Regions from separate parts of the Gossypium hirsutum genome. Here region 1 is linked to region 2. A link is a contact called in public Hi-C data. All regions are on one chromosome and are shown on one strand. Each heading gives the region's core, a stretch centred on a gene start, on an enhancer-like site or on the middle of the called end of the contact. The rest is flanking DNA. Distances are from core to core; before and after follow the strand shown.

Evidence for each region. Hi-C and Micro-C count contacts between places; a contact is called where the count stands out from the background.
Region 1: a Hi-C map of fibers shows a contact between it and region 2, with 2.2 times the contacts expected there. The contact joins the enhancer-like site here to the promoter of LOC107913263 in region 2. A contact is called at or near these places in 12 of 34 Hi-C or Micro-C datasets (callus, fibers, hypocotyl and 3 more).

Annotation. Positions count from the first base shown.
Region 1 is chrD11:27,550,684-27,554,861 of Gossypium_hirsutum_v2.1, reverse strand. No RefSeq gene overlaps it. Among protein-coding and RNA genes, the nearest start is that of LOC121223055, 18 kb to the right of the region's middle. Within about 2 kb of position 2,086, at least 5 of the 9 cell types and tissues checked have an H3K27ac peak or open chromatin away from gene starts, as enhancers often do. A contact at or near this core is called in fibers, where this site is marked.
Region 2 is chrD11:27,487,276-27,491,603 of Gossypium_hirsutum_v2.1, reverse strand. It overlaps LOC107913263, which reads left to right and starts at 1,315. Exons shown (of 1, transcript XM_016841790.2): 1 at 1,315-2,120. The coding sequence starts at 1,685. The coding sequence ends at 1,969. LOC107913264 (subtilisin-like protease SBT1.7) reads left to right here. Exons shown (of 1, transcript XM_016841791.2): 1 at 1-432. The coding sequence ends at 123.

The DNA of each region.
Region 1 (4,178 bases), core at 837-3,336, 62 kb before region 2:
TCACACCGAAAAGAAAGATCCATGGTGACTCCTACTTTCTTAATCAAAACCTCGTGTTTTGTCAAAACTAAAATTCTTTTGAGTTTCCCAAATTCTCAAGCTATTTTGTTTTTAAGAAATGGTTTTGACAAGCATGTTTAAAATTTGATCACATGTTTTAGATATGCTCCACATCAAATTCAATCTAGCATTTAATGTCTTGATTAACGATTAACCTGATGAAAGCACTTGAATGATACAATGTTAATACTTTAAAGAGCCAATTAAAATATTTAAAGTTTAAAAATTAAGGTATTGTTTGATAAGTTAGAATTTGAAGTGCTAAAAAAATTAAGTATTGAATTTTAAAAAATTACATAATTTATATTACAAAATTGTTTGGCATATTAGTAAAAATGTACTAAATATAATTTTTATTTGATAGTAAAAAATTTGATCATTGAAATCCATTTTTAAATAAGTTTAATCTTATTAATATAGTATTTTATATTAGTTTTGGATAAAAGGTGAGTTTTTGATTCACAGGTGGTGTACTTTTTTTATTCCACAAACACCATTAAAAAATTGATACGTGACTCTTTTTAAAAAATATATATGTTTTTCAATATTTTACTATACCCTTATGAAACATTTGTCAACCCCTAACCCTACTTATGGAGTTAAAAAACCCCATTAACTATGTATCAAATAATTTCCCAAAGTTAAAAATAATAATTGGAAATTTTTATTTTTACCAAAAGTATAGAGATAATTTATTTCAAATATAAGTGTTTTTAAAAATAAAATCTAACAAACATTTTTAGCATTGAGTGATAAGTAAACTATTTACCTAGTTGTCCTATGTAATAATTTTGTATACAAATTTTGTATTAAACAAAAATTAAATATTATTATAAAAAAACATTTAAAGTATTAAATGTTAACACTTCAAAAAGAAATCTAAAACTCAAGAAATAAAATAATTGTGGATCAAATTATAAGTTTACAAATAAAAATTCTAAGATAAAAATCTCATAGAATTCAGAGAGTAACACCATGTTTAGGATTGAATTTTTAATGTATTGTTTTTAGAAATTAAAAAAAAGATAATGATGAGATATTAAAGAAATTAAAATTATCTTTCATATTCTAAATAATAACAAGAAAATTAATAATCCAAATTCAAATTTTATTATGAATTGTTTCTTCAAAATGGTTTGATTTCAAAAGTAGAAGATTAAGTTAATTAAAATAATTTCAACGAATTTTAGAAGATTAAGTTAATAATTCAAATTTATTAAAGTATAAAATTTAAAAATTGGGATAAGTATTTGAAGGTTAAGTAGGTTTAAATATAAATTAGAAGTTTTAGATAAATATTTTAAAATAAATAAAAATCCACGTAAGCGTCAATACTAGTCTTATGAAGTCGGTATGTATCCCCTTTTATGATTAATATATTTGATTTTTTTTTGACGAATAATATGTAGATTTTAAATTTGTTAAAATTATAATTAGCTTCTGACGTCCAAGAAAAAAAATTTATTAAAATCAAATAAAACAGTGGAAGAAATAGTTTAGTTGAAGTATTAAAATTTTAGTTCAAATTTTATTATAAAAATAATTATTTATTTATGTATAAAATATGAAAGGTAACAATCGTTTTTTAATAATATAATTTATATTACAAAATGAATAATTTTTTTTATCATTTTCCAATTAAATGTCTAATTAATTTATTATGTCAACTCAATTAAAAACTTCAATAATAGTATAAGTTTTTTCTTTAGTATAATATTTAAACTTACATAATAAATTAACAATTTTAATTTGTATCACATGTATAGTTTCATTAAAAATATTATTTACGTGAAATAAAAATTCGGTAAAGTCTGTTGAATAGCACGTTTTCTCTGTCTGCTGAATTGCACAAAGTATCAAAATATTAGGGTTTTGTGGCGGCTTCAAGTCCTGCAAAAGTTGAAGGAAAAACCGTTAAGTGTTAAAACGATGAATGAAGAACTAGCAAATTCGAATATATCCGATGATGAAGAGGATGAGGACTATGAGTTGTGCTCGGTTGGGAGGGTATTAACGGAGAGTGTGGTACACATTCCATCCATGAGACAGGCGCTAGCAGAAGTATGGCATCCAGTGGGCGGAATTTCTATTAAAAACTTAGGAGAGAAAAGAACCCTGTTTAGGTTTTATCATTAGATCAATATTAAAAGGGTTATCAAGGGTACACCGTGGTTCTTCAATAGACACCTAATTTTGTTCCAACGATTGGAGAAGGGGTTACGGTCGCTGCAAGTACCATTATATTTCACAGAGTTTTGGGTACAAATACATTATCTATCGAGAGGTTTCATGTCCGAAGGAATGGCACGCCAACTTGGTGATTTTATTGGAAAATTCATGGAGTATGATGTGGCTTCACTAACTAAGGGAATTAAAAAATTTAAGAGGGTGAGAGTTAAGTTGGATGTTCGAAAACCCCTAAAAAGAAAGAAAATGATAGCTATTCATCAAAACGAAAAACATATGCTATGTTTCAATACGAAAAGCTTTTATTATTTTGCTATCTGTGGCAATTAGAGCATGGAGAAGGTTTCTGTCCAGTTAAATTAACATTGGAATCATAAGTTGCTTTTGGATGGGATCTATCAATAGAATACCGATAAGAATGAGGTAAATGGAAGATAGCAAGTGGCTGAGAGAAGATAGATCGAGTTCCAAATCGATCGTTGGGGGACAATTAGGAGACAATGGGGAGAGATTGGCTGGAGTTAATCCAAACCTTAGCCCACATCAAGGAAGGAGAGGAAAGGACACCACTAGGTTAGAAGGGATAAATTATGGAGGAGAGGATGTGAGGTATATGGAGCTTAGATCAAACACGAAGGAAATTCCTATTGGAGTGATTGATACTAAGAAAAGACAGAGGTTGTATTCAATGAGTTCTATTGTTTCTCATATAGTGGATTCAAAAAATTCTCCTATTATATCGACGGCTACTGAAAAGCAAACCGACCGATCACAATGAAACTACTAAGTTTGAATGCCCATGGATTGGAGCACCCATGAGCAGTAAGGCATCTCAAAAACAAAGTGAGACATATACAACCCCAGGTTTGATTTCTCATGGAAACCAAAGTAAGTGTAAAAAAGATGGAACGAATTCAAAAAAAGTGTATTAATGCAGATGCCACTAAAAGGGGACTATCGTTGGGTTGGAAGCAAGAGTATAACATTCAATGACGAAGCTTTTCATCATCACATATTGGTGTTGAAATAACAGAAGAGGAAGGTGCAAAAGTATGGAGATTTACGAGGTTTTATGGATCACCGGAGGAACCTTGCAAGAGGGATTCTTATAATCTTCTACGACATTTAAATAATACCAACAACCTACCCTGGTTAGTGGTAGGAGACTTTGATGAAATTCCTTTTCCTTTTGAAAGAAAGGAGAGCGTCAACGAGAAGAGAATCAAATGTTGGCATTCCGCCAAGCCTTAAACGATTGTAATCTCACAGATATAGGATTTTTGGGTCAATGATTTACATGGGAGAGAGGCAGACTTCCGAATAGTGAGCAATGTTTCCAAATTTTCAGGTAAGACACCTTACACATTCTATGTCATATCACTGCCCAATTCTTGTAAATATATTGGATAGTAGTTCAAAGTAGAAGGGACAACGACAACCAAAATTCAAATTCAATGCGAATTTGGTAATTGACAAAAGGCCTTGAAAGTGAAATATAAGTGGTGGGAAAAAGACGAAAAGGAGGTTCCTATTAAATTTGAAGCAATAGGAACAAAACTAAACTATTGGGCTAAGGTGAATCAGTTGGGAAGGCAGCGTCAAGCAGCCTATTGGAATGTGAGATTAGAAGAATTAAATGCGAATACTCCAGATGAAGAAAATTTGGCAGAACTAACAGAGATAAAGCTTACACTAATCTTAAAAGTATACAATGAGGAGTTATTTTCGGAACAACATGAACGAGCAAATTGGTTGCGTTTTGGAGATAGCAACACGTCGTATTTCCATAGCATTGTGTCGGCTAAAAAGAAAAAAAGAACACAATTCAGGAGCTCAAGAACAACAGTGGGGAATGGGTTAAGTTGCTTGAATTCGGCTAATAAGGTGTTATGGAAATGGTCAAATGCTTGATGAAATGGTTTGCTTGAATT
Region 2 (4,328 bases), core at 66-2,565:
AAATCATATACGGTGACGTTCAGTGGTAGTTCACAGCCAACCGGTACGAACGTGTTCGCTCGTTTGGAGTGGTCTGATATGAAGTATACCGTGGGCAGTCCTATTGCAATTAGCTGGACATGATAGGAGAATAAAGGGGATGGACAGTTTTTAAACTTTAAAAAGTTGAATGGCTTCTTAAACTCACTCAACAAGATGAGATGGGGGTTGGTTCAATTGTTTTAGTGTTTTGTAGTTGCCAGATTCATGATAGCTAAACCAGCTAATAATGGAAGCTGGGGTCTTAAGTGTTTGATGTTATTCTCTGAGAGAGGGAACAATGAAAACTAGGAACATTGGTAGGTTTTCTTTCTCAGTATACAGTGTATTAATATGCTTTTAATTGCTTAGTCGATTGTTCATGCTTAAAGCAATCCATGGGCTTCTTGCTTTCGCGTTATGACTTCATATAGATGGTAATAGATCATATTCAATTCACTCGAGTTACATTATATCAGCAGGTAAGCAAAGCACAGTTTATGGGTTCCAGCCAACCATGAATTCAATGTCTCTTTTAATTTACAAGTAAACTAAATAAAAGATTTGTACATTGTGAAATATAAGTAATAGGGTATGATTTACATAAGTTAAACCTGATTGATTGAGGTGATTTCTGGGGTTTGGATATGTGTGAAGTTGGACCAACAAAAAAGAGAAAAGAGGTGAGAGCTGTTATGTTGTCTCAATGTTCCAAATGCTACGTTAATAGAATGTTTGTGCTTTAGAAGAAAAAGCGATATAAAGCAAAGATAAGAGGAAAGTGGTTCCACCATATATAGATGATATATAGGTTAACTCATATTTCTTTTTGGTATAATTACAAAACTCATATACATAATGGTTTCAATTTCACAAGTATAGTGATTTTGCTGTTTAAGGTTAGGGTAGTTGGCTTGGTTGAATAGTTTTTTTTTTTTTTTTATGTTCAACTTGCTCGATTTTAATTTAAATAGTAAAAAAAATTATTTTTAATAATAAAAATATATGAATATTAAACATAAAAAGAATTGAAAAGTGAAATAAGTTTTTGGGTCGGACTGATCTAGTTAAAAAAAAAGGGGTTTAAATCTAAAATTTTTCTCTCTACAACACAATATCGCCTATTTACAATTTTATTAAAAATTGTTTAGTGATGTGGTTGGTGGGAGAATACAGGTTGAGCTTTAAAGATGAAATTAAATTATTGGAAGAAATGTAACTTTAAATCCCGATTAAATTAATTGTCTTATATTCGAGTATAATGCATATATGATAGTATCTACCTGCAATCAATTGGAAACATTTCCCAACTAGGAACTTATGCAAGCAGGAGAAACCGAAACTCCCACATTTTCCCTTACTTTTTGTTTGCAAAGATGGAAAAAAGATCTTTAGTTACATCATCCAAACTGCAAATATAGAGAACAAAAACCCACCATCCAAACAATGCCAAAACCCTGCAAACACTTGGAGAAGGAAGAAAACAAAGTCGGTGATTATAATAATTAGATAATCACTTCTTCAATGTTATGGGTTTCGCCACGTGCAGACTTGCACTTCATGACCTATAAACACGTATCACAACATGTGGCACTCTTCCAGCGAAGCTGAAAAATATTAAATACATGGCAACCATCAAAGCAACAATCTAAAGCCAGAAGTGAAAATGGAGAAGAAGCAACAACAAGATGTGGATAAGAAGGCGGATGATAATATGGACGAGAAGAAGGCAAGCTTGGAAGGGCTGCCAATAGACGATAGCCCTTACGTGAAGTATGGGGACTTGGAAGATTACAAGCGTCGAGGATATGGAACTGAAGGCCACCAACAACCGAACCCGGGACGTGGTGCTGCAAGCTCCACCGACGCCCCCACTCTTTCTGGTGCCGCTCTCTCCTCTGAGCGACCTTTTGATGCTACGGATACCATTAATCGTCAAGGGGTACCCTGAATTGATACAGTAGATGTTGGGTTCAATTAAGAAAAAAAGCTATGTAAATTTAAATAATTTTGTTTGTTTTGGGTTCAATCAAATAAATTTAGAAATGTCGATTATGTATTTCGTGAATCAAATAAAATTTAGTAGTAATAGACTTTTATAAGTTGTGTACTTGTTATTATATTTATATATTTTCACTTAGAAATCAAATATATGATATATTGAATATTCGGTTCAATCAATCGTGATAGTCATAATATGATAGAAGTTTTAAAGATACTTTTAAGATTATTTTTCATTTTAAAAATTTTAAATTTATAAATTTTGTTTTTCTTTTTTTAAAATGAAAAATTATAGTCATATCTTATATGTATATGATGATTTGCAATATGACATTCTCTTCTTCAATAATGGATTCATGAGGTTTATCAGCTTTGTTGAGGCCCAAATTTAATCCATTTTCTTGAAAAGGGCCATTGATATATGAATCGGAGTTGACCCAATTCATCTGCTCACAATATATTATTCTTGCATGAGATCCAAGTAACATTTTCCCCCCTCAAGCTCAATGCTTTCTTACATTTTTTTTATGAAGAACAAATTATTAAATAAAATCAGAAAGACAAAAAATAGTCGACAACAAATCTTAAAAAAAAAAATCCCAAACAAGTATTAAGCCTAACCATCAACATTTTTCCTATTATAAATTAGATGAAATTGTATCAAGTCCTACCCCAATTATCAGGTAAGACTAGTCCTTATTTCTAAAGATAGAATATCAAAATCATGACAGCATCAGAAAAAAAAAATAGCGGCACCCGCATCCACCCTCCCTCGAAACTGACCAAGGATTATCTCACTCATTGGTTTATCGGTCACACTAATTCTCTTGGATGGTGGAAGGTTCACTTGGACCTTTCTAAATCTCCTCTAGTGAAATATGATTTCCGCTGGTAAATCCAGTTGAAGAAGGTTTCCCTTAACAGTTCAAGATTAAAAACGTAAACATTTCTTAATCTTTCTTCCTTTTCAGCTTGGCATTATCATTTATAGCCTTCAAATGCGTAGTTCTCTTGATCTAGAGAAAGCTTTTGAACCTTTTCATTTGACTAGGCTTCATAACCTTAATATATGTAATTGTCTTTGATTCACCAAGTGTGGAAAGGTTCATGAAAAGTTTACTGACAAAACTCTCATCTCTTGGGCAATGTTTGGTAGGAAGGCTCCAAACCTTCGGATGAATTTCTCTAATATTCCTTTCTAAGTTATGTAGGGCCATAGCATTGAAAAATATAACTGAGCTTGAAGACGGGATATCTGAGATTAATAGATCATAACAACAGGTATGCTATGCCAAAAACAAGGCCTTCTCTTCTTGGCCATTTAAACAGGCAGTGCCTTTTAGCTGTTAATACCATTAATCCAGACTACTTCTTCAAACTCAACTAAATTTAGTATCCTCGATCTAAGCTTAGTTTTTGTTGTGTAGGATCCATTATATGACAAGCACAGAGCATACTTCTAAACTCACGGGAGATTTTCTTTCAGCGATATACCATGATCAGATAGGAAGAGAATAGAGAGGCTTTTAGAAAGACATGATTTAATAGAACACACTAGTATTTTATTTTTTGAAACTCGTTATATCTTACAACTAAGATTTTCTTTCCTTACATAGAGGAGGAAATCTGGGTGAGAGGATAAAAGGATAAAAAGAGAGAATAAGAAGGAATCTACTTTTCTTTCTTAGTATAATGACTCATTAAGCTTTTAAAAAGTAAAAGTACAATAATTTACATGACTCAGATAATAAGACAAATGACTCAGCATCCTTTAGTCAGTATTATAATCTGTGTTGACGTCAGAGGTGAGGTTTTATTCTTGCACTTTTCTTTTCTTTTCCTCTCGTGCTCTGTAACATTTCAGCTTTAGATGTTCAATTCTTTGCTCCAAATCATCAAGTGGTGTCATTTCACAAACATCTTTCCATTTTGATATGTCTTCAACAACATCTTTCCATGCTGGTGTGTTTTGAGTTGCTTGGCTGCAATACAATGAATACTCTTGAGACCACTCCTTTGGATCCGGTATATTGGAATGATATTCTTTTAAGGCTTCTTTCAACTGTTCTTGATAAGGTGTCGGTGGATCGCTTTCTACATCCCACGGTGCCAATGTCTTTCCTGAGGGCCATATTTCTGAATGGATAATCTTGTTAATTTGGCATAAATACTTCTGCAAATCCTTATAGTCATAAGGGTTTAGACTCACTTTTGAGAAATAAGTTTTATGGATCCATGCACTAGGGAAAGCTCCCAATTGTGTGGCCGGACCATTTTGCATAAAGTATTGGGGCTTATAAAAAATGATC